Linked DNA regions of Sus scrofa: all the other regions are linked to region 4. The links are chromatin contacts, called in public Hi-C and promoter capture Hi-C maps. All regions are on one chromosome and are shown on one strand. Each heading gives the region's core, a stretch centred on a gene start, on an enhancer-like site or on the middle of the called end of the contact. The rest is flanking DNA. Distances are from core to core; before and after follow the strand shown.

The links. Promoter capture Hi-C pulls out the DNA fragments that hold promoters and counts their contacts. A called contact is a pair of places that touch in the nucleus more often than the background predicts.
Region 1: a contact with region 4 is called in a Hi-C map of omental adipose tissue, with 2.5 times the contacts expected there. The contact joins the enhancer-like site here to the promoter of SPIRE1 in region 4. A contact is called at or near these places in 4 of 5 promoter capture datasets (fetal liver, fetal skeletal muscle, liver and 1 more), 23 of 47 Hi-C or Micro-C datasets (adipocytes, adipose tissue, alveolar macrophages and 15 more) and 2 of 2 datasets of contacts at active chromatin or transcription factors (alveolar macrophages and skeletal muscle).
Region 2: a contact with region 4 is called in a Hi-C map of skeletal muscle, with 7 times the contacts expected there. The contact joins the promoter of CEP192 here to the promoter of SPIRE1 in region 4. A contact is called at or near these places in 1 of 47 Hi-C or Micro-C datasets (skeletal muscle) and 1 of 2 datasets of contacts at active chromatin or transcription factors (alveolar macrophages).
Region 3: a promoter capture Hi-C map of skeletal muscle shows a contact between it and region 4, with 5 times the contacts expected there. The contact joins the enhancer-like site here to the promoter of SPIRE1 in region 4. A contact is called at or near these places in 3 of 5 promoter capture datasets (fetal liver, fetal skeletal muscle and skeletal muscle), 4 of 47 Hi-C or Micro-C datasets (embryonic fibroblasts, omental adipose tissue, retroperitoneal adipose tissue and 1 more) and 2 of 2 datasets of contacts at active chromatin or transcription factors (alveolar macrophages and skeletal muscle).
Region 5: a Hi-C map of brain shows a contact between it and region 4, with 10 times the contacts expected there. The contact joins the enhancer-like site here to the promoter of SPIRE1 in region 4. A contact is called at or near these places in 4 of 5 promoter capture datasets (fetal liver, fetal skeletal muscle and liver), 8 of 47 Hi-C or Micro-C datasets (brain, embryonic fibroblasts, epiblast stem cells and 3 more) and 1 of 2 datasets of contacts at active chromatin or transcription factors (alveolar macrophages).

What each region holds. Positions count from the first base shown.
Region 1 is chr6:97,110,140-97,115,287 of Sscrofa11.1, forward strand. It overlaps SPIRE1 (protein spire homolog 1), which reads left to right. Exons shown (of 18, transcript XM_021096025.1): 18 at 1,341-4,452. The coding sequence ends at 1,599. Among named protein-coding and RNA genes, the nearest start is that of PRELID3A, 88 kb to the right of the region's middle. Within about 2 kb of position 3,437, at least 2 of the 83 cell types and tissues checked have an H3K27ac peak or open chromatin away from gene starts, as enhancers often do. A contact at or near this core is called in omental adipose tissue, where this site is marked.
Region 2 is chr6:96,732,009-96,737,019 of Sscrofa11.1, forward strand. CEP192 (centrosomal protein of 192 kDa) reads right to left here and starts at 1,792. Exons shown (of 54, transcript XM_021096019.1): 1 at 1,523-1,792. The coding sequence starts at 1,633.
Region 3 is chr6:97,146,637-97,151,290 of Sscrofa11.1, forward strand. All of the region lies in intron 8 of PRELID3A (PRELI domain containing protein 3A), which reads right to left. Among named protein-coding and RNA genes, the nearest start is that of PRELID3A, 52 kb to the right of the region's middle. Within about 2 kb of position 1,770, at least 15 of the 83 cell types and tissues checked have an H3K27ac peak or open chromatin away from gene starts, as enhancers often do. A contact at or near this core is called in fetal liver, fetal skeletal muscle and skeletal muscle, where this site is marked.
Region 4 is chr6:96,932,456-96,937,014 of Sscrofa11.1, forward strand. SPIRE1 (protein spire homolog 1) reads left to right here and starts at 1,568. Exons shown (of 18, transcript XM_021096025.1): 1 at 1,568-2,152. The coding sequence starts at 1,855.
Region 5 is chr6:97,169,437-97,174,491 of Sscrofa11.1, forward strand. PRELID3A (PRELI domain containing protein 3A) reads right to left here. Exons shown (of 10, transcript XR_002344989.1): 3 at 3,531-3,665; 4 at 2,937-3,320. Among named protein-coding and RNA genes, the nearest start is that of PRELID3A, 29 kb to the right of the region's middle. Within about 2 kb of position 3,110, at least 43 of the 83 cell types and tissues checked have an H3K27ac peak or open chromatin away from gene starts, as enhancers often do. A contact at or near this core is called in brain and embryonic fibroblasts, where this site is marked.

The DNA.
Region 1 (5,148 bases), core at 2,187-4,686, 180 kb after region 4:
CCCATGAAATGGCAAAAAGACAAAAAAAAAAAAAAAAAAAAAAAAAAACCCACAAAACTGACCTTGTTTTCAATGGCATTGAACACCTGCACCTAACAGTCTAATCTTTCCTTCTTTCTTTAGTTTTGAAAGAAAATCTGTCAATCCTGTGTTTACAGTAGTCTGCAGTAACTTTGGCTCACTTTCCTATTGTAAAAGCAGAAAGAAAGCTTTAGGCCGAGAGCTGGCAATTTAAAAGAAAAGAGGTGCCTGAATACCAACCCCATTGCATTTAATGCAGAGTAAGGTTGGTGCTGGTCCTAAGAGAGACACAAGGAAGAGACCAGCTCGGGTCACACCCCGGCAGGGCCAAGGGGGTTGGGGTGTTATGCACCAGCTGTCCCCCTTTTGGGAGGAACCCTGAAATTGGTGTCAAATGCTAGACCGTGGCCACTTCCGCCTGTCAAGGTCTGTGGACAGTGAGGCAGGGAAGCTGTGAGCCCAGAAAGTAACCCGTGCCCAAGGTCCCTGCCCCGGTGCCAGGCTTTGCTGAGGTGCGGGTGCTCCTTCATGGCCTGACTGTGCACTGCCCCACAGGCTCGGGGCCATGGGACCACAAGTCTGTGTTCCTTCCTTTCCTGACTCCAACCTGTGCTCTTGTTCGGTTTAATCGAAACAGTAAATGAGTACATGATTCCTCGTTATTTCCAAAACTTACCCAGAACATTTGGTCGGATGTTGGTCTAGTTGATTCCTGTTCTCTGGAATCCTGTTTGGATTCAATTACTCAGTTACAGAGAACTGTTGTGGAGGGTGAGGTATATTTGATCATAACAAAAATGATAAGACAGCTGGTCCAAAGATCATTGTTCAGGATATGTCATAGGATTAAGATAAATGTACTTGAGTTCCTCTTGTCTGACCTACTGTCCAGAGTTAACTGAGGTTCATTAACCATGACACTGGTCACTGGAGAAAGAGCTTGAAGTTCTCTGAGTCATCAAATAGGACGTTAGCAACACATGCTTTATGTCGTTTTTGTTGTTAAAGTTCACGATCTATATGTGTACAGTAATCCAGTGAGTACTCTGAGTAATCTTCCAAAAATCCTAGAAGGGGTACTAAGAGTTTTTAGTATTATTATTTCTTAAGAAAACATGTTTCCTGGTTTCTTTTTTTTTTTTTTTTTAATATTTCGAACTCTGTCACCAGTCATAACTTCTTCGGATGAACATGACATGACTCACCTATTCTGTAATGTTTGGCAGCAAATTTACTTTTTCTGCACATATGTTCTTAGTATTGTGGTAGAACTATAAGTAACAATCCCGTATGCTTTAAATGTTTTTGTTTTTTCCCAGATTGTCTTCAAAATCCAAGTCTGTGGACAAATCAGATGAAGACCTACAGTTTCCCAAAGAGCTGATGGAGGACTGGAGTGCCATGGAGGTGTGTGTAGACTGCAAAAAGTTCATTTCAGAGATCATCAGTTCAAGCCGGCATAGCCTCGTGTTGGCCAACAAGAGAGCCCGATTGAAAAGGAAAACCCAGTCTTTCTCCATGGCTTCTGCAGGCCCCTCGGAGTACTGGCCCTCGGAGAGGACCATCAGCGAGGTCTGAGCCCTGCCCTGTGCCCGGCGGCCTCGGTGGAGGGCACTAGCTGGCCCGGCTCAGCCTCGGGCTAGAGGTTGCATCAGGGCAGGTTTCTGCTGCATCACCTTATTCCACAGACTGAGTACTGTGTTCACCTCGATGACACATGACAGGTCAGCCAGTGGCTTGTCCACTCTGAGAGAGGACAGCGGTTTGAAACTTGCTTTTGTGTGTGTGTGTGTGTGTGGATGTGGAGGCAGAACCTTTTTCCTTAGTTCAGTTCTTTACTGCTCCTCACATAGTTGTCTGACTAAGGCAGAAAGCGTCTCAGCACGAACTGGGTCTAAGACGGCGTGGACTTCGGCGCTGCCCGCACGCGCTAAGTCACAATGGCATCTCCAGGACATGGTCCTCGCCGATGTGCGCAGCGCTGCCTGTCCCAGCACAGAACCCGCAGGGTTTGCTCTGACTCTCTGGCTGACTGTGTGGGACTGTTCTCTGGGGTGAGGGCCACGCCCGTGCAGGACGTCGATGCCGCTCTGCTCCAGGTGGGTGGCCGTGTCCTCCACGCTGCTGGCTCTGCCCCGAGTGGGGGAGCATCTTCGGAGCAGTGACAGCTCCTCTGCTCTTGTCTTGAATGTATTATGGTTACCAGTCCTTTCATAACGGGGATCTCAGAAGTAAAGTTTTGTGGTATTTTGGGTCAAAGAAAGGTTAGAAGTTTGTCCAGGGGTTGAGCGTTTTGGCCAGCTGTGACAAGACTGTGACCGTGAAGGATGCCCTTGTGGGCCGCACTGCAGGGAGTGAGCTGGAACCCCACATTCCCAACCACAGTGTCATAACTTTATAGTCTCGCCATCACGCCTAAATTCAGCCACAATTTGGTACCTAAGGTCTCAAACTGAAATTTATTTATTTTTATAAGTGAATTTTAAATGGAAAAAAAAAAACCATTGTCTAGTTCTTTTAAAATTACAAGAAAATTAACCTGCTGATAGGCTTTTTGGATGCTTTTTGCACACGTTTTCCCTGTGAGCGGCTTGAGTGAGCAGGGTGGGGGTTTGGTGAGGTAGGTTGGAGGGTAGCATTGTACACCAGTAATCTCTCGGCTTATTTGGCCCATTCCCTGGGCCGTCCCTTGTTATTTTGGATGCTTAGCAATGTCCCCAGCAATGACCCCAGTCAAGGTGCCAGTCTCTGCGGTTCCCTGAAGCTTCTCCGTAGTCAGCGCTGCGACAGCACCACTTAACCCAAGGCATGGCGGTCACACTTCATGCCATGTCCAGATAGGGTAACATTTCTGTAGTACATTAACAGTGATACCTCAGAACTGCGCTGCGAATTTTTAATGACTGAAATTTATAAATTAGTAAATGGCTTAAAATTGCTTATACTTATAAAATAAACTTTACCAATTGACTGAAGTAATGCATGTGAACAGTTTGTCTGTATTTGCAGGTAAAAGTGGGCCACCAGCAACTCTTAGTGACTTTGAAAATGTTTAAATGGTTGTAAAGACTCTTACTTAAGAGCTGTAAACATTGTTTTGAGTGAACTTCACTTGTAAAATTTTCCAAGGTCAGTTTGGACTCTAGAGCCTGGGTTGTTTGGTGGAGCCTCTGACCACCCCTGGGACAGGGATGCTAGGTGGCAGGCGGGGCTTGTCCCCATGCGCAGTCCCGGCTAGCAGAGTGCGCTTCGAGACATGGTGACCGGTTTACAGGTGTCTTGAAGCAGTAGCCCCAGATGAGAGCTGCGCCTGCATTCACACAGCAGATGAAACCAGCACATGAAACCAGTCTTGGCCGCAGCTGCCCCGAGTTTGATCCTGTGAGGCCGCTGGGGCACAGGCCTCTCGGCAGAGCGGTAACAGTGCAGTTGGGGTCCGCCACGTGGACTGGGAGCTCAGGCGGGAGGGTCTCCCGGGACAGTCTGCAGGAAGCAGAGGAAGAAGGCACGTGGCCAGCTCAGACGGTGGGTACCCCATGTGCAGGGACACGTTCTCGTGCTGAGCCCTCCCTTATTTATGGATGCCCCACCTCCTCGGCCTCATGGTCACTTCCAGAGGGCCTCTTGCTAAGAGCGTGTGGTGATTACAGCCCTCAGCCTCGTCCCCTCAGTTCCTTACTCCCGATTCGCTGCTCCTCCTTGTCCTGTCTCGGCACTTTCTGCGGGTCCCCTGCCTCACCCCCAGCATCACCCTGTCCCCCCAGATCCTCCTTTTCACCCCATGAACCCACCCTGCAGGGAGACCTTTGTTTCCCTTCTCACAGCTTAACTTGCTGCCAGTGTTGCAATAGCTAAGAATGCTTGTAAATACTGTAATATAGTGATTAATATTCGAAAGGCATTCATTCCAGTGGACAGTGAGAATTAACTCTCCCAAGGCGAGTAAATGTTAAACCAAGTAATTGATTTGTACATCGATTTAGCAGTCTTACTAGATTTTAAGTCTTAAGCCTTTCAGATTAAACTAGAAGGTTGTTATGGAGTTTTTAATGATCTTACATTTGATGAGATCCCATGAACTCATATGCTCACCCCATGTAATTAGCACCATGAACTCATAATGGGAATTTTTCAAGGCTTTTATTTTTTTAACTGTATTAATAAACTAAGTCTGGATTTTAGGTGTCACACAGGACACATGAAAATTTCAAACCACGTTGCTATTTGCAAAAGCAAAATAGCAGGCAGTTTTGTACATGCAAACTGTTGAAGGGCCATGAAGAAATGTGTACACTGCGACCTGGCTTCCTGTGTGTATAAAAGTCGAGGTATTGCTGGCATTCAGCGTGACATGACGGTACTAAACATTTTCCATTAAAGTCTTTTATTTTGAAATTTATCTGGGGGAAAAATAAATGACTTTCCATCATGCCTTCTGTGTGGAGTTCCTGTTGTAAAATGGCAATTTCTTTTGGTAACTAGTTGTTAGAAACCACCTAGGGTGGGAAGTTAGTATCAGGGGTTTATGATCAGTTTGAGAAATACAGTCTACAAGGAAATCACTGAAAATGAGCCACCACTGTAACTGCTTTGTCACCAAGCAGCCTGCCTCCTTTTTCACCTCAGTGGGGTAGGAAACTAAAATCCATAACTAGTATATAACAATTTATTATAAAAGAAGTCACATCTGTGGGACAAATTATATAGAGAAAGATAGAGCTTTTGTTTTTTTTCTTCTAAATAGAATTCCTCAAGGGTATGTTCTTTTTTTTTTTTTTTTTTTTTTTTTTTTTTTTTTTTTTTTTTTTTTTTTTTTTTTTTTTTTTTTTTTCCTCAAGGGGTATGTTCTTCAAATGTCCCATCAAAGAAAATTTCTTGTAGTTCTGAAAGGCATAAGAGGGAGTTCTCTTTTGTCACAGCAGGTTAAGGATCTGGCATTGCCTCTGCTGTGGCACAGGTCACTGCTCTGGCATGGGTTCCATCCCTGGCCCAGGAACTTCCACATGCCACAAGCATGGCCGGGGAGGGGGTGGGGAGGAAAGGCTTAAGAAAAAATTAGGGGGAGTTCCCGTCGTGGCGCAGTGGTTAACGAATCCGACTAGGAACCATGAGGTTGCGGGTTCAGTC
Region 2 (5,011 bases), core at 542-3,041, 200 kb before region 4:
GTGAGGCCAGGGATTGAACCTGCAACCTCATGGTTCCTAGTCGGATTCGTTTCCACTGCACCACAATGGGAACTCCTCTAATAAAAAAGATTTGCCACATGATCCTGCAATTCCACTTCTGAATCTACACCCAAAAGTGCTGAAAACAGGATCTTGAAGAGGTGTTTGTTTACCCACATTCATAGCAGCATTCATTATTCACAACTAAAATGTAGAGGAAACCCATCTCCACTAACAGATGAGTGATAAGTAAAACGTGGTGTGTACAACATTCAGCACCCGCCCCCCTTTTTCGGCTGTGTCTGGGGCAGATGGCAGTTCCAGCCAGGCCAGGGGTCAAATCCAATCCACAGGTGTGGCAATGCCAGATCCTTAACCCTCTGTACCACAGTGGGAACTCCAACAATAAGCCTTTGAAAATTTTTAAGTTTAACTTAAATATTTCCTTTACAGGAAAGCAATCATGATACATGCTACATGTATAAACTTCAAAACATTATGCTAAGTGAAATCAGGCAGTCACAAAAAAGATAAATATTTTAAGATTCCACTTATAGGAGTCCCCAGAGGAGTCAAATTCAGAGACAAAAAGCAGATAGGTGGGTGCCAAGGGCAGGGGGACTTTTGAGTGAATGTTTAATGGGCACAGTGCCAAATCAAAAGGTTCTGGAGATGGATGATGGTGACGGTAGCACAAAGATATGAACGTACTTAATACCACTGGACTGTATACTTAAAAGTGGTTGAGAATTTTGTTATATGTACTCACTACAACAAAACAACAAAAATTTGAACTGCACTGATGATGCCCGACATGGACGATAATAACACAATACTCTTCTACGTCGGTTGTAATACAAGCCCAACAAGGCAATCTACAGATTATTCTCAAAAGCTTTTAAAAGATGCACTCATTTCTCTACTGGAATGTGCCTAAGGCAATCACCGGAGAAATACAACAAGCTAAGTTAATGATGATTTTCACTGCAACACTGCTGGCGCACAAAGCTACTAGAAGACCGAGTACTCAGCGGGTAAGGAAACCTGTTCTGTTAACAGACATTAACGCTATACCCAAACGGAGGGCGGAGGGCCAGCCCCTCGCAAGCCAACTCGACAGCCGGAGGAGCGAGCTCTCACCGCGCGGCCTGTCTGCGGAAGGGCGGGGACGCCGCGAGGACAAACCCAAACGGCGCGGATGGCGACTCTGGGACCCAGGGCCCGGGTACGGGCCAGCCACAGCGCTCCCACCGAGAAGGGCTGACCCGCGCGCCCGGCGTCCCCCACGCGGGGGCGCGCACGCCGCCGTGATGCGTACAAGCACGCGCCCCCTGCGGCCTCGGGCGACGGTGATCCCACAATACCCGGGGGGAAGACAGAGGCTGCCCACCGGCCGACCTCCAGGCCTCGTGCCCAGGAGTACGCCTCACATCGGGAGGACCGAACTCTCCACGCGCCTCTCCGCTCCAATGGCGGGCCCCGCACGCTCCTGCCCCACTTCCGGGCTCGGCCCCGCGCGCACCTTGACGCTCTGGTCGCTGGAGCAGGTGGCCATCCGCCGCCCATGGAAGTCGAAAGACACATCGTGGATGAGATCCTTGTGGTCCGCCGCGATGCTGCGCGCCACAAACATGGCTGCGGCAGGCTCCTCCCGCCTCCGAGAGGGAGGCGCGGCTGCGCGCGGACCGCAGCCCACTGGGACCAGGGGCCAGGGCGCGCGCAGCGGTGCTTCCCGCGTGCTGCTTGCGCGCCCCGGGCTGCGCGGCGCCCCACCCCCGGCCCGTCATTCCCTGCGAGGCCCCGCCCCAGCCCGTCATACCCGAGGGGTCCCACCCCTACCCTATCACACCCTGCGAGGGCCCGCCTCGGCCCGTCATACCCCGCGAGCTCCGCCCCCAGCCATCCATACCCGGCGAGGCCACGCCCCCCAACCCCTTATATACCCCGCGAGGCCCCGCCCCAGTCCGTGAGACTCCCTTCCAGGCCCCGCCCCCCAGCCTCATAATCCTCAGACCTTCCCTGCCCCGGCCCTCCCTACCCCGCGAGGCCACACACCCGCCCCGCCTGTTACACTCCGCGGGCCCCGCCCCATGTCCGTCAAACCCCTGGGGGCCCGCCCCACCCCTCCCCCCGGCCGTCAAGCCCCGTGAGGGCACGCCCTGCCCACCATAACTCCGTGTGCCCCCGCGCTCAGCCCAACAGAGCCCCGTAAGGCCACGCCCCAGTCCTTCGTACCCCAAGAGATCCAGCCCAAGGTCGAGCAACCCTACGAGGCCCGCCCCGCCTCGGCTCCGCCTATTCCGCGAGGCCACGCCCTAGGCCGTTACGCTTCGCTGTCACGCCCCGGGCTCGTCACAATCAGCGGGACCCTCCTGAGCCTGTCCTTCCCCTCGGAGGCCTCACTCTTCCCCGCCCTTTGAGCTCACGGGGTCCCTTGGCCTCTTGGGACTCCCGCCACCATCTGAAGAAAGTTAACTGACTGTCGATGTGTAGAAATTGGGGAGGATGCAAAGGTTAAGACTGCTGTCAGCAGGCCTCTGTCCTGACTCAATATCCTCTGCCCCTGTTCGCTGACGCGGTGCTTGGAGCGGGTCAGGGGGGTGCACACCAGAGTGGGCAGCGCAGACGGGCGTGCGTCTGGCTGCGGCAGGGAGGCCGGACTGCTGTCTGGGAGATGCCCCCACCGGGAGGTGGGGAATGCTTGGTCTTGCTGGAAGTGCCTTCACGTGCCTGCCCCCCACCACTAAAAATGGTCAGTTTCTATTGGCGTTTCAAGAGGCAAAGCCCCAAATCCCTGAGTTGCAGGTATGAGTACTAAGAACTATTATAACTTATAAGTTCAAAGGCACTCATTTCCAAAGAAAGTACTGTCTATGAAAGTCCTATGGATTTACAGGAGCTTGTTAACTGAAGTTTAGCACTTGCCATCAGCCTCTATTGCAGCTGCCCACCCACAGTACCCCCTGACCTAAGCTCAGGGTGGAGACCAGGACTGAGGCTTCTGCGCTCTGGGAAAAGTGGATGAACAGATCTTCAGACTATTAGATATTTTTAGGGGAAGGTTTTATGAGCCCAATTATTGCATCTTCTCATATCTAGAAAAACACTGAAATTCATTCATGATGACTAATGTCTGTGACTAGTAGTAACCTTCACAAGACCAGCAGCAAACTTCTGTAAAATGTGTGCAAGGCTACATGCACCTCCCCCTTCACCTGTATGACATGTCTTGATATTCCTCCTTTCCTCTTTGGAAAGTTAGTGGACAAAACAAAAGATGTCATCTGTGAGAACAGCTACTGCCAAGGGTGGGCCAGTCAGCCCTGAGGGAACTCAGGAAACCATATCAACAGAGTGATTACACAAAGACCTTTATGGCTTCCCACAAAAACTGGTTTTCCATAAATCATCTTCTGTAAATCTGGTTATCCGTAAATCTTTCGTTCTTATTACCTCCTGTTTGTTGCAAAAACTCATATATCCTAGCTTCCTCCCTCACCTCAGAGCAGTTTCTCAGGGCTACCTAAGAAGTTTGTCCTGGACTTAAGTCCTAATCTCGCCCCAAATAAAACTTAACTTTCGGAGTTCCTGTCATGGCTCAGTGATTAACGAATCCAACTAGGAAGCCTCACTCAGTGGGTTAAGGATCCGTGGTTGCCGTGAGCTGTGGTGTAGGTCGAAGACGCGGCTCAGATCCCACGTTGCTGTGGCTCTGGTGTAGGCCGGTGGCTACAGCCCTAGCCTGGGAACCTCCATATGCCGCAGGTACAGCCCTAGAAAAGACAAAAAACAAAAACAAAAAAACGAAAAACTTAACTCTCAACATTCAGGTTGTGTTTCTGTGTGTCTACAAGCTCCAAACCTTAAGAAGAAATTACAGGTTTTGAGACAGTAAGTAGATCAATGGAGGTCAGAGATTATATGGGTGGAAGCTTGAATAGAAGGATTTTTTTTAAAGAGATTATTTTTTAGAGCAATTTTTTTTTCTTTTTTTTATACAGCAAATTTGTGTGTGTGTGTCCTTTTGCCTTTTCTAGGGCCTCACCCATGGCATATGGAGGTTCCCAGGCTAGGGGTCTAATCGGAGCTGTAGCCACCAGCCTACACCAGAGCCACAGCAACTTGGGATCTGAGCCGCGTCTGCGACCCACAGCACAGGTCACCGCAACGGCAACGCCGGATCGTTAACCCACTGAGCAAGGCCAGGGATTAAACCCCCGCAACCTCATGGCTCCTAGTCAGATTCGTTAACCACTGAGCCATGACGGGAACTTCTTTATAGAGCAATTTTTTAAAAGAGTGTGGAATAACGGTGGAAGGCAAATAAAGTAGGATCAGGCTGAATTTATTGTATGAACCTGAAGCAGAAGATAAATGCGCTCCAGGATAGACACATAACAACTAGCCTCTTGTTTTCACATTTACAACCAGCCACCTGTCTATGTTTCAAGATAGAAATACAATAGGCACAAGGCAAATAACTTCTGTGAACTTGTTAAACAATGGTAATGACAGGATCAAAAGAGGGGCTGAGCCCTCTTGGACAAAAGAACAAAGAGGTCAGGTACTCCCCATCCTCAGGATCAAGGACACCCCAACTACACATGCGCAGAGACCCCCCTCTGGGTCAGAGAGGGAGGGGGTGCCAGGCCATAATAAGTCTAAATAACCTACCCACCCTGCTCTGCTTTGGAATCCACCTTGGCCAAAAGATCAGATCAGGGAGGGCCCTGGGTCTGGTCAGGTGTGAAAGATAAAGCAAGATAATTAGCTAAAGGAAGACAGAGCAGAAGAACTACTCCACATGAGTGGTTTAAGTCACCTCTCTGGCAGACCCTAACTGAGGGGGGGACACCTGCACCCTCACTACTCCTTTGGGTGTGTATTACTGTTTTGCTTCTGTCTTAGATAAATAGACTAATTCTCTGTATTTCTGTGCTCTCCCACATGTTGTACTGTGTTTTTAAAGATAAATTGACACCTATTTTGACAGTTTTTGACTCCACCTTTG
Region 3 (4,654 bases), core at 520-3,019, 210 kb after region 4:
GTGGTGCAGCGATGGGCCAGCACCCTGGTGAGAGCACTGTGGCCAGGAGCTGTGAGGCTGCACGGAGGTCTTCATGCCCACTCTCTGCCTGGATCCCATCAGGCAGGTTCCAGCATCCACACTGTACACATGGGAACGTAGGAACAAAACTTAGGGCTCACAGGGTAAGCCTGGGCTCACCACACACTCCATAAACCCACAGCAGGTTCACAAAGCTCTCCCCCAGCCGCCAAAGTCCCCTGACTCTCCTGTGGATACTGAAGCTGTAAGAGGGCCTGTGAAAATCTGTTCTCAGCACACAGACATTCCTGAAGGCGGAGCTGTCTGTTCTTAGTACAAGGACATTCCCTAAGGCCTTGCTGTAAGAGATCTGCCAGGGAAGAAAGGGGAATTCACCGCAGACTCCCAGCACATGGCACCCCCTTCCTCACCACAAGGACGGAAGTGCTGGAGCAAAGTCACTCACTTTTGAGAAGCCAGAAGCCACTGGCACAAATCAGACAGAGACACTTGGTTCTAATGCCAAATGGGCAGAAGTGTCTTCAAAGAGTATTCAGCACTCTAGGTTTCCCTTGAGCATCAGCCCAGTAACTTCTGGTTTATCTGCAGAGGTGACACAGTAACTAGTGCATTCAACTTTGATTTCCACCAGACTTAAGGGACACTGTAACAGAGATATAAAGGAGGAAACAGAGGAAAGACAGAATTCTGGATTTATTTCTATGCTTTTGGAAAAAAAAAAAAAAAAAAAGCCTTAGGCAAGTAATAGGACATTATCAAAATAACTAGTTTCTCCTAATACTCATTTCTCTAAAAAGAGCTAAAATGGTTGGTTCAGTTAAAACATAAAGAAAAATGCATCTCATTTCATGTTCAGAAACTAAAATGATATAGGGATGCTTTATGTTACTTGTTATATATTTAAAAACCCATCTCCAAGATGAAATCTAAGGTCTCATGAAATCTGCCAAACAAATTAAGTGATGTTTGTAGAGCAGGAAACTTGAGTACTGGCAGGTTTGCCGCAGAGCCCAGGGCAGAGGCCCAGGCCCAGCGCTTGTTGGCGGGGCAGCTCCTGGGCCACATCAGACCTGGCAGGATACCAGGGCCGAGGGCCTGGAACCTACAGAATTAATACGCTCCAAGGCCAAGCTCAGGCTCTAATGTTTAAAACCCGCTGCTGCCCTGACAGATCATTCTTCCCGAGAACTGTCCCTGACCATAGCAAACCTGCAGCTCGACGCCCACAAGTATTTCCATCCAAGTGTTGGAAGGTTACAGCGTGTGGGAAAGCTGTTCCCTTTTTCACTGATACTCTAGTTACTAGAGAAGGGAATATCAAAGGGTTAACTTCTTAAACAAAAAAACCTTTCCACCAAAAAAAAAAAAAAAAAAAAAAAAAAAAAAAAAAAGAAAAGGTAACCAGTTGGCCCAAATGTAGCAAATTCGGCCCCTTTCCAGAGTCCCTCTCCTCAAAGTCCCTGGACACACAGGCAGTAAGCACGAATGTCCCCTCTGACACACGCGCAGAGCGTGCACATCAAGCCCCGGCCGCTGACTTGCTGCCCAGCCTGTGTCTCGTGTCCTGGGCGAGGGGAAGCGCAAGGCCAGGGGCCGGTGGTACTTCACGCCCTGCTGCAGGCAGGGGCTGCCAGGCCCTCCAGCTCCAAGTTCAGGTGGCCGATCACCCACTCCAAGGCCTCGCGACCCTGCCAAGAGAGCAGCAGTGAGGACCCTCTGGGGAAGAGCCTCCGCGGCCCAGTGCCCTCATGTTCTGGTCTCTGCTGAGAGCCACTCAGTAGCCAGGCTGTCCCCGAGCACCACACAACAGCAGTGCTGAGGGATACTCATTATGAAACACGCCAGCTGAGAATCGATCCCAAATTAGAAATCCAGGTTAAGTTTCACACAGCCATCGACACACTGCTTCCTCTATTTTGTCAGACAATATTTACCACTGTTCTTACTGTGAATTCCAAATACAGCTGTACAGATAAACACTGAATCCACTTCCAGACCAAACTGAAAGTTCCGAAGCCAATTTTATGCTTAAAAAAAGCCTCTGAAGATAATCATTATTGCTTGCTTTCTTCATGACTGACCCCCTCAAGAAAAAAATGTATTTGTACTGTAATGCACAGGAGAACAAAACCTCCACATACACACATGCTTTCAGTCTACCAAAAAATCAAAGAGCCAAATAACTGACATTCACAAACTGTCCTTGCCCTAAAAATGCAATTTCCTTGCAAAATTATGCAGGGCACCTCTGCATACTCCAGCCATTGTAGAGTATTCACGAGAATCCACCCTTTCTGGCACTTGTGCCTACTCTGAAACTGCAGTTTGCACAGGCTCACAGATAGAACAAACCAAAGGGTATGAGTGGGAGCAGGGAGAGGGAGGGACAAGACGGATGGAGGATTAAGATTTTTGGGGTTTTTTTTTTTGCTTTTTAGGGCCGCACCTGCGGCATATGGAGGTTCCCAGGCTAGGGGTCTAACCAGAGCTACAACTGCTGGCCACAGCCACAGCCACAGCCACAGCCACAGCCACACGGGATCAGACCTGCACCACAGCTCACAGCAATGCCTGATCCTTAACCCACTCAGGGAGGCCAGGGATCAAACCCACAACCTTATGGTTCCTAGTTGGATTCGTTTCTGCTGTGCCACGACAGGAACTCCGGGGATTAAGATTATACAAACTATTATGTGTTAAAATAAATAAGCTAAAAGCACAGGGAATACAGTCAATATTTTATAATAACCATAAATGGAATATAACCTTTAAAAAATTGTGCATCACTACGTTTATACCTGAAACTTATATAATATTTTAAGTCAAGTATTCCTCAATAAAAAATAGATGAATATTTTTTAAAACCAGTTTCCAAAATGAGTTTCCATGTCTCCCTCTAGAACAGAACTCCCTACATGACAAGTTTTAGACCATTACCTCTATGAGGTTATCCAGAGTCACCCCGAGTTTGTGGAACAAGAGGTTCACTGCAGAAAGGGTCACAGGGTAAAAGACGATGCTTCCCATTGGTGACACTATGAAGAGACATCAGGGGAAAGTGGGACGAAGAGAAAAGCTCCCTTCACACTCATCACTACAGATAGGAGTGAAGGCTCTACATCTGGGAAGGAAGGACAGGATGCTACAATGAGCAGGAAAGACTTAGAAATTTAGAAAACCGTTTGCCAAGATAAAAATTAGTGAGAGTTGGAAGGTTGAAGTCCAGGAAATCTCCCAGAAGGTAGAATAAAGAGGAGAAAAACTATAAGAAAGTTCCAAGAGCAATCCAGAAAGCTTAACATATGACCAAGAGGATCTGCAGAAAAAGAGGAGAGAGAAAATGCTGGGGACGTTACCAAAGGCACCAACACAATGGTTTTCTTTGGATGTCTCAGCTCTGTGTTTACATGGATGTATTTTTTTATGTCTTCCTGTTCTTTACTGAGGTGAAATTCACAAAAATTAACCTTTTTGGGAGCTGCCATCGTGGCGCAGCGTAAATGACTCCAACTAGGAACCATGAGGTTGCGGGTTCGATCCCTGGCCAAACTCAGTGGGTTAAAGCTCTGGCATTACAGTGAGCTGTGGTGTAGGTCGAAGATGCAGCTTGGATCTGGCATTGCTGTGGCTCTGGTGTAGGCCAGCAGCTGCAGCATCGATTAGACCCCTAGCCTGGGAACTTCCATATGTTGTGGGTGTGGCCCTGAAAAGCAAAAAGAAAAAAAAGAAAACCTGTTTTTGTTTTTTTTTTAGGGCCACACCCACAGCATAAGGATGTTCCCAGGCTAGGGGTCCAATCAGAGCTGTAGCCACAGGCCTACACCAGAGCCACAGAAATGCAGGATCTGAGCTGCATCTGCGACCTACACCACAGGTAACGGCAACGTTGGATCCTTAACCCCCTGAGCGAGGCCAGGGATTGAACCGGTGTCCACATGGATGCTAGTCAGTTTCATTAATTGCTGAGCATGATAGGAACTCCACCTCATAGTTTGATTTGCATTTCTCTCATAATTAGTGATGACAAATTAAGCATTTTTCACATGCCTGTTGGCCATCTGTATGTCTTCTCTGGAGAGATGTCTAGATCTTTTGCCCATTTTTTGATTGAGGTTTTTGATTTTTGAGTGGTATGAGCTGTTTGTATATTTTGGAAATTATTCCCTAATTGGCTGCATCATTTGCAAATATTTTTTTCCCATTCTGTAGGTTGCCTTTTTGTTTTGTTTATGGTTTCCTTTGCTGTCCAAAAACTTTTAAGTTTATTTTGGTCTCTTTTATTTTTTTGTTCTTTTCCTTTTTTTTTTTTTTTTTTTTTTGCTTTTTTAGGGCCGTACCTGTGGCACGTGGAAGTTCCCAGACGAGGGGTTGAATTGAAGCTACAGCTGCTGGCCAGCACCACAGTCACAGCAACACCAGATCCAAGCCATGTCTGTGACTTACACCATAGCTCACTGCAACGCTGGATGCCCGACCCACTGAGCAAAGGCCAGGGATCCAAAAGTGCATCCTCATAGATACTAGCCGGATTGGTTTCTGCTATACCACAACAGGAATGCCCTCTTTTTTCATTTTTTCATTTTTTTTTTTTTTTTATTTTTTGGGCCAGACTCAAGGCATATGGGAAGTTCCC
Region 4 (4,559 bases), core at 318-2,817:
TAGGGCCATGCTCATGGCATATGGAGGTTCCCAGGCTAGGGGGCGAATCAGAGCTGTAGCTGCCGGCCTATACCACAGCCACAACAACGCCAGATCCGAGCTGCATCTGTGACTTACACCACAGCTTACGGCAACTCCGGAACCATAACCCACTGAGCGAGGCCAGGGATCAAACCTGAAACCTCATGGTCCTTAGTCAGATTTGTTTTCACTGTGCCACAACAGGAACTCCCTAATTTCTGTGTTTCTAAATCAAGAGGCATATATATACATCCTACCAATATCATGTAAGGAATTGGTTGTTTTCTACTCAGGGCTGTGGCACACATATTTCATTTTTATAAAAAGGATTATAAACCCATGATTAAGTGATGTTAAATAATTGTTTTTCTCTCTTGTAATGATATTATACTTGAGTGCCTAAGGAGAATTTTTTTTCCTCTCGTCTTTCAATTTCTTTCTTTTTTTGGCCACACTCACTGCACATGAAAATTCCCCTGCCAGGGATTGGATTGAAGCTGCAGCTATGGCAATGCCGGATCCTTTAATGCACTGCAGTGGTAAACCTGCATCTCTGAACTGCAGTAGGACTCTTACCCCACTGCACCATAGCAGGAACTCACTCAGTTTCTTCCTTTTATATTCTCTCCTGTTTTCTTCTCTTCTCCCTAATTCTGCTACATGTACTGTGGTATCTTGGTCATTAATAATAGACTGCAGTAATTTCTACTAAAAGATGCAATTGTTGGGAGTTCCCGGTATGGCTCGGCAACAGTGAACCCTACCAGTATCCACGAGGATATGGGTTCGATCCCTGGCCTCGTTCAGTGGTTTAAGGATCCCACTTTGTGGTGAGTTGTGGTGTAGGTTGCAAAAGAGGCTCAGATCCTGGGATGCTGTGTCTGTGGTTGGCAGCTGCAGCATGGATTCAACCCCTAGATCAGGAACTTCCATTTGCCACAGGTGTAGCCCTAAAAAGAAAAAAAAAAAAATGTCGAGAGTGCCATATCTAATAACTGCCTTAAAAGGCTTACTGGTACTTACTATAGGTTCTTTCCTTGCTTGGTTGATGCTTCCAACTCAAGGTTCTCACTCGGCACTAATCTCAGAGTAGAATGTTACCATCGGCAGATAATTTGCAACAAGTTTGTACCTCAGGCCCTGATATGCGCTCTTGGAAAAAGCTGGTGAGTAAAACCCATTAAAGATCCAGTCCTCTTGGGGCTTAGGGTGAAGTTGGGAGTGGATAGGGAGGTTATCCAAGCCAATTGTCTGGTGCCTTGATGGAGATAGTACCCGACAGAGCAGAGCAGGGCGCGGGTACCGGGAGGAGCAAGGGCACTGTGAGGGTTGGCCCGAAAGAGAGAGGGTGCGGTGGTTGGACCAGCGCCCAGGAGCTGGCACTCGGCGGGAGCCTTTGCGGGACGGGGAGGAGCGAATCCCTGGGGCGGGACTTTGGGGCGGGGCCGACTAAGGGGCGGGGTTAACTATGGGGCGGAGCTAGGAAGAGGGACCTACCCGGGGGGCGAGACCAGGGGGCGGGGCTAGCCCCGGGCGGGGCTTTGGGGGCGGGGCCGCGGACGCCATTGCTCTGCTACTTGCTGGTGGCGGTCCTGTCAGGCCCCCTGACCAGCCCAGGTTCTCCGTCTGGTTTCTCACCCAGCTCCCCGGCTCAGTCCCTGGCCCGTCCCCTTCCTGGTGGCGGCCCCGGTCCCGCCCCGTCCCCGCCCTCTACCCGCAGCGGCGCGCCTGGCCCGCTGGGCGGGGTTCCGGGGATGAGGCGGCGGCGGCGCGCAAAGACGATGCTCCGCAGCTGAGGCGACGCGGCGTTGCGAGCGCGGCGCGACCCGCGGGATGGCTCAGCCGGCCGGTCGGGAGGGCGGCGAGGGGCCTCCGGACCCCGGGGAGGCCGCGGGTCCGCCGGCCGCGCTGAGCCTGGAGGAGATCCTGCGGCTCTATAACCAGCCCATCAACGAGGAGCAGGCGTGGGCCGTGTGCTACCAATGCTGCGGCTCTCTGCGCGCCTCGGACGCTGGCCGCCGCCAGCCCCGCCGCCGGGTGCGCTCGGCAGCGCAGATCCGCGTGTGGAGGGACGGCGCCGTCACCCTGGAGCCTGCCGCCGGCGATGCGGGAGAGCCGGCCCCCGCCTCGGGTGAGCCTCCGCCCGCCCCGCTATCCCTTCTCCCGCCGCGGACCCTCCCCCACCGCGACCCCCATCTCCAGCAGCACCACGGACGATCCCCATCCTGGCCCCCGGCGCTTCCGCCCCGGTCCACTCTCCCTTCATGTCTCGCAGGAGGATCCTTGCCGAGGCCCCGGGCCCTTCCCTTGCAGCTCCCGGGGCCGCCGCCCCCCGTCCTTCCGCGCCGTGCCCCTCACCCTCACGGAGGTGTTGGAGCTCGGGCGGTGGGAGCGTGGGCGGTGGCCCCGGGAGCCGTGTGGGCTCCAGGGTCAGTGCGCGGCCTGTCCAGCGCCCCTGCCCACGGCCGGCGGGGAGGCGTGGGGTCGCAGGCGGAAAGCTCTGGGCCGTGTGAACGCGCGGGTGGTGCTCGGGGCCGAGCCCGGGTGGGACGCGCTGGGCGCTGCCGGCTTCCAGAGACCTGGCCGGGCCGGCTGTCCCGAGGCTGCGCTCATCCAGCGAGAGGCTGGTAGTACTTTAAACCACTGCACACCAGGTTCTCTCAGTTGAAAATGCAGACAATTGAGCCCTGAGGAGAGAAAGCTATTTTGGGAGAAATGGAGGAAGCGACTGAATTATGATAAAAATAAAGAAATAATATGGTTTCCGTGCACCTTACAATTTGTTGTGATGGAAAACAGGCTTGTGAGGTTAAAAAGTTGACAGGTTGTCAGATAAATAGGTACAGTGGATTTTACTTAGGTCATTTTCTGATGTAAATTCTGGAAGACTATTACCTACCCGTCAGCATATAGCTAGGGCTTACCCAAATTTCTGTGGATGAAAAAGAGGTGGATAATAGGTTTCTCCTATCAGTTTTTATCTAATTCAGTCTTTCGAGAGACAAATCTATTAAAAACAGGAAAAAAAATCCACCCTCACTTTTAGGAAGTTGATGGAAGTGTCAAAATGTTTAAGGTGAAAGATGTGCTTCAGAATTAATAATGTGACATCTAATGAAAATCCTCATTAAATTGATCGGGGTAGAGAACAGTCAAGATTATGTTATCAATTTTTTCAGTTCCAACAGAGTAGTTATTTATTTTTGGTGTCAGATAAACAGATTTTTAGAATTTTTATTTATTTAAAGCTAGTCTTTTTAGGATTCTTTTGAAATTATTTAAGACAATTTTTTAGTCTATTTGATGTCTGTTGCTTTTAAACTTGGACTTAATGTTAGTGGGAAATATTTATAATTGCAGTTTATTTACAGTTTATTAACATGACATGAAAAGATGCTTTTGTAAAATATAGCAAAGCCATGTCTTCAAAGGGAAAAATGGTTGTGTGCAGCCTGGTTTTAGAAGTAGCATTGGGGGAGTTCCTGTTCTGGCTCAGCTGAAACAAATCCGAATCTGACTAGTATCCTTGAGGACCCAGGTTCGATCGCTGGCCTCGCTCAGTGGGTTAAGGATCTGGCGTTGCCATGAGCTGTGGTATAGGTTGCAGATGTGGCTCGGATCTGGTGGTATTGTGGCTGTGGCGTAGGCCAGCAGCTGCAGCTCCAATTCGACCCATAGCCTGGGAACTTCCATATGCTGCAGGTGCGGCCCTAAAAAGCAAACAAAACAAAACAAAACAAAAACAAGTGGCATTGGTAGTGGTGATTTCCAAAAGGAACAATTCCGAATTTACATTGTCCTTGAGCTTAATCCCAAGAGAGTATAGTTTAAGCTATGTTTGTGAACTATTAGTAGTTTAATTATCAAAGACTGCTGGATTCTGCTGGTAGTTTTTTAAAAAAATCATAACCTCATGTTGAAATGTATTCTTTTTTTACATCATTACTATGTATGATACCATGTTGACCTCAGTGTAACACACTCTTTCTGGAGAGAATGGCAGAGTTGTTTCCTACAGCAGCAATAGTGGATTTGTAATCCATTCTCTTCCTTCTTAGTTCTGCTGGTGACCTTTGCTGCTGGTTTTGGGGAGAGCCCAGTCTGTGTTGCTGATATGTATGATCTTGAGCATTTTAAGGCCGATTGAGTAAAAATCTGGGAAGTTCATACTAAAATATTGTTTATATTAGTTTATTTCCTCCTAGTATTAAGAGTAGTTGCGTGGCTGTGGGGAGCACAGTGTCTTCTGAACATTTAATCTTGATTCTTAAAAATCCTGTATAACTTGGTACTGTACACCCTTGTTAAATTTTATTTTTAGAATTCTCACTGTGGTGCAGTGTGTTGAGAGTTCCACTGCAGCGGTTTGTGTTGCTGCTGAGGTGCAGGTTCTATCGTGGCCCAGTGCAGTGGGTTAAAGGATCTTGAGTTGTCCCAGCTGTGACATAGGCGGCAGCTGCAGCTTGGATTCAGTCCCTGGCCCAGAACTTCCATATGCCTTGGGCGCAGTCATTTAAAAAAAAAATTCTTTTTCTAAG
Region 5 (5,055 bases), core at 1,860-4,359, 240 kb after region 4:
ATCACACAGGAGAAAGACTCACTCAAAGTACAAGAAGGGCTAATTACTCTGGTCGGCGTGTCAGATTTTACCCTGCAATCAACTTGAAAAACTATTGCTTGTTTTGTGCAATAGCAAAGAACAGCCACGACTATTTTAAAAGACTATTAAAACACTCCTACCTTTCACAACTGGGTTTTATTCACACACCATGTGAGGCTGGATTTTAATCATTTACTCCCACTGGAACAACAAGCTGCAAACACTGTACGCAGAAGCAGATGTGAGCATCAGGTTATCTTCTATTCAGCCCGACATGATAAAAATCAGCAAAAAATAAACAAAACAGTGCCACTCTTACTCTTTGGGAGGGCTTGGGAAACAAGGTTTTTTGAATGAAAAAAAAATTTATTTTAACGTCATGGGAGTATTATTGCTAATTTTAATGAATATTTTAAAACATGTCAGTTTTAACTTCTAATACAGTAAATGTTAGTAGATTTAACCCACATAAACGAAAACTGCTTGGGGTCCCCAACATTTTCTAAGAGTGTAAAGAGTTCCTAGACTGAAGAGTTAGAGGACTCCCAGCCTAAGCAGGCCCTCGAGTAAGTAGACCAGAAAGACATACAGGAGAGGTCACTTCAGTAGGGCTTGTAATAAAGAGGGAAACAATGCCCCTTCAACAAGAAAAAGGACAAATGGTGACTATTCACCCAATGGAATATCATACAGCTGAGATACAAATGCACGTGCGTGCACGCATGTGTGTGCACACATATACATAGATCTCCGATACACACACACACATCTCAAGAAAACACTGGTAAGAAGAAAGGACAACTGAAAAGATCCATACAAGATGGTGCCATTGATTTCTATTCTAAAACAACCATCAGTATTACATTTTGTTTATGTATAAACCTGCATACACACAAATATCAAGTGGACCTTCAGGAGGCTACCTACCAAGTTCATGACTGCCTATGGGAGAGAGGAGGAGAGAGCAGCACTGGGGAGGGGACAACTCCTACGTGTAACGTTCAATTTCTCTTATTTAGAGGGGGCTTTCCCTGCTCCTGGAGAGAAAGCAAGCCTGCTCTAGGGAATCTTCTCCTCCAAACCCTTACTTCTCTGAGATGGACCCTGAGAGCTGCTGGAATTCAGGCAGTGTGTGGTCTGCTAGAAATCTATGCGTGTTGGCTCTGTTATTGAAGATTTTGTTATAGGTCCATCTGAAATCTCAGTCAGTGCTGTGAGCATGAGATTTACAAACCTGCATTAAAAAGCCTGTTAATTTTTAAGTGCCCCTTCCTATATGTTTCTATATCAGTCCTGTATTTTCTACTACTATTTAAACTAAAGGGTTCTCCATTTATGTAGGAGTTTATGCTGCCTTGGCTCTGATCTCCAGGTCCCAGGGTGTCTCCGGGATGTGGACATTAGAGGAAAACTTTAAGACGACAAGTTTTTGTGTCTGATGGTTTTTCGCCATTAAAGAGTAAATTTATTAATTTTCCATCAAATATTCAACAACATATAAAGAGAAAGCAAGTATAAAAAGAAAACAAAATCTGCATAATCTTCAAAAAAAAAAAAAATCAGGGATTTGAAGGGACTAAGCAAGGGGAAAACTGCTGGGTAACTGCCCAGCCAGGAAGCCAGGCTCCCAGTTCAGTGCCACTCTGCAGAGCTCCACATCAATCTCCCTGGCAGCCACATGGCCTCGCCTCAGCTGCATCCCACAGGTCAGAAATCCATGGCAGGGGATCTGTGCCTAGTCCACAGCAGCTCAGGGTTGGCTGGAATTCCTTTGGTGGACAATCACACTCTCTTCAAAGGGTGATATTCTTCAGCCTCTCACTGAGCATCTACTATGTGCTAGGGACATACAACAACAAGGTGAGGATTGACATAGGGACGCAAGCTACCACGTGGATGAACCTCAACAATCACACTAAATGAAAGCAGCCAGGCCCAGTGCTATATGACCACTTTTATCTGAAATGTCCAGAAAATCCACAGAAACAGGAAGCAAATCAGTGGTTGCCTAAGGCTGGGGAAGGGAGTGGAGAGTGACTGCAGATGGCATGATGGTTCTCTGTAGGATAAGGAATGTTCTAAAACTGGGCTGTGGAGGTTTGTACAACTCCATAAATTTACTAAGAGTCATTGAGTTGTATGTTTTAAGCTAGGGAATTTTATCATCTGTGACTTTTCACAGCTGACAATTCCCTTCTGCTTGTCAACCAATGCTTCCTGAACTTCTGGGGAGTCCCCACCTGAGTGCACTGCCTGGGCATCTACAATCTGCAATGACTTAACTTCTCTGCACTTAGATGGTGCCCGGCATGTCCCATTCTTGGAAGAACTGAGAAAATCTCTGGAGTCAGTCTGGGAATGGAACCCCAGCTGAGAAAGGCTGCAAGCTATGCAAAACTCAACACTAAAACTTCATCCCATCAAGCCTAAAGATGTCATTAAAATAATTTCAGAGTTTTTAATCCTGTTGATAAATTTATAATTTTACATAAAAAGGCCAAAGGAAGACAATTCTATTTCATGCATTGTTTTAATTCAAAAATGAAATGCTGTTCTAAGCAGGGTCAGAGAATTTAAAAACCTTTGTTCCTTTAAAGAATATGAAAGAATATCACAGAGTGTCACAGATGACATGACAAGTCACGAGGGCATTTTTAATCAGGGGGAGGCGGTCCACACTCACGGAGCATTGGAGCTAAAAGCCTTCACCTGCCCACGCTGGCGCCCTCTCATGATCAGCAGCATGGCAGGTCTTAACTCCTGGCTCATACGACTGCCCCAGTACACGGTGAAACCAGGCCAGCGGGGTCCAAGGACGCAATCCTCCCCACCCCGGGCCCTCTTGCCACCTCACCGCTCGCCCTTGGGCACAGCCTAGGCCCAGGCCGGACGCACTGCGGCCACAGCCAGCTCACCGGAACACGTGCTCCGAGCTCCAGACCCTCATCTCGCCGCAGCCGCTGCAAATCGCGGCCTGGGATGCTCCAAGACTCAGGATGCTCCGCCCCCGAGATGCCCTGGGCTCTGGCTGCTCCAGGATGCTCTGCTCCGCGCCAGGCGGGGCGTGGGAGGGACTGGGCGGGGCGGGCTGACACGGTGGGCGGGGCTCCTGCTCATCACGTGAGCAGCGGGCAGAAGCCTTGCAGGCGCCCAGAGCCTGCTCTGCCACCACTGCGCAACCGAGGCAGGGCTCATTCCTTCCGGTCAGGTGGTTCAAATTCTCCCAGAGCACCTTCTAGCCAGGCAAGTTCCCAGTGTTGGGAAGGATAACGAACAGGTCTTCTGCTAGCCTGCCAAACCTCTCCACAGAGGGGCAGAGAAAGAAAGCAGCGTCAGTGTGGAATATGCTTTACACTGGTATGTGGGGGCCTCTTGGGCTTTCCACTGTGGGCATTGAAGACCCTAAGTAACCCCACCATTTATGGAGCCAAGCATGTGTGACCCTCCGTCCTTGCTCTCAAGTGACAGGATTTGACAGCATCGCTTGTCAGGGCTCAACCTAAGCTCACCGGCAATTGCAGTGGCCGCTTGTGTTTGCTACATGTCTTTATCCGGAGGAACACATTTCTCATGACTGTCCCATAGGAAGTAGGGTTGCATCTTGAAGCCAGGAGTTTCCAGGAAGTGGAGATGGCTCCCAGGTCCTTGAGAAAAAAACATTCCTGGGTTGCACAACTGCAAAAAGGCCTACCTAGCCTTTAAAAACATTTATGTATGTCTCAAAAGACAAGGACTTGGGAGTGTTCTAGAGCAGATGCTCTAAGAAAAGGGAAAGAGAGACTCTTTCCCCATTGTACCCAGGAAAAATCATTTTTTCTTTTTAGGTATGTATTTATCCTGCCCACTACAAATACAGTTCAAGTGCAAAGAGGCAAGATGCTAGTTGGAGAAGGGGGTGAACCCCCCAGAATGAGCTGCAGGTATGAGGGCAGCACCCTCACCATGCTGGCACCTGAGCTTAACCTGTGCGATGAGCCAGTGAAGTGGCGAGTGGGGAAACAGCCAGAAGCCCTGGGCTGGGCCTCTGGCCCCACCATCAACACTGACTTTTACCGCTTATGGCTCTAAGCTCACAGTAATCTTCCCACATAAGTGTTACTGTCCCTGTTTTATAAATGAGCAAATTAGGGTTGGAGGAGGTGGAAAAGTGCTGAGTGACCACACACAGAGGGTAGAACCGAGATGAGAATCATGTTTCCAAGAGTCCCCTTCACAACCGCGCTGTGTGACAGGCAGTTGTGCCCAGGCCAGCTGTGGAACACACCCTGCACTAGACTCTGGGCTCAGGGATGTCATTTTAGTTCTAAAGAGCGTCACCATTTACAATTAGTATTTTCCACAAATACACACTGAGCATGAAGCTGAAGAAATGGGGCTGGATGCCAGGTTCCCAGAATCACCCAGGCACCCCACATTAGAGGACACTGTCTTGAGAGTTTGTAGGGAAGCTGAGACCCTAACCAGGAAACATCTCAGCACAGAGTCACTACTTAGTGATATGAGGGTGGCCGCTAGTTCCACTGTTCTCTGGACCCCCCTCGCCTTCAAATTGACCTTACACACAGTTGTCGGGTCTTAGCCAGCCAAGCCTGGCTCAGGTGTCAGCACTTCTGGTTACATCTCAACCTGTACACACTCCCCTCCAAGACTCAGAACCACATGTTATGACCATCAGGAACTAGGTTATCATTATTCTTGGTATTTCCAGAGGCAGAAACACAATAGGTACACCATCAATCATTGATTGTTGAACAACAGATCAAAGTCACTACCCTGCTTGAAGTCCTATGCTGCTATCTCCATTTTCAGTTAAAGGCCACCCTCTCTCTCACTCTGTTCCATCAAGTCTTGTCCAGGAGCAGCAACAGCTCCATTGGCCAAGAGTCTGTTAGAAATGGAGACTCCTTTCCCCTGCCCCACTGCACAGCATCTGGGAGACTGCCCCCACAACTTCTCATCTAAACGTTTCAAAGGAAGAGTTTGCACCTGCTCTTCCCACTCCTTTACTGCTGTTTCTTCCCGTGAACGTAATGG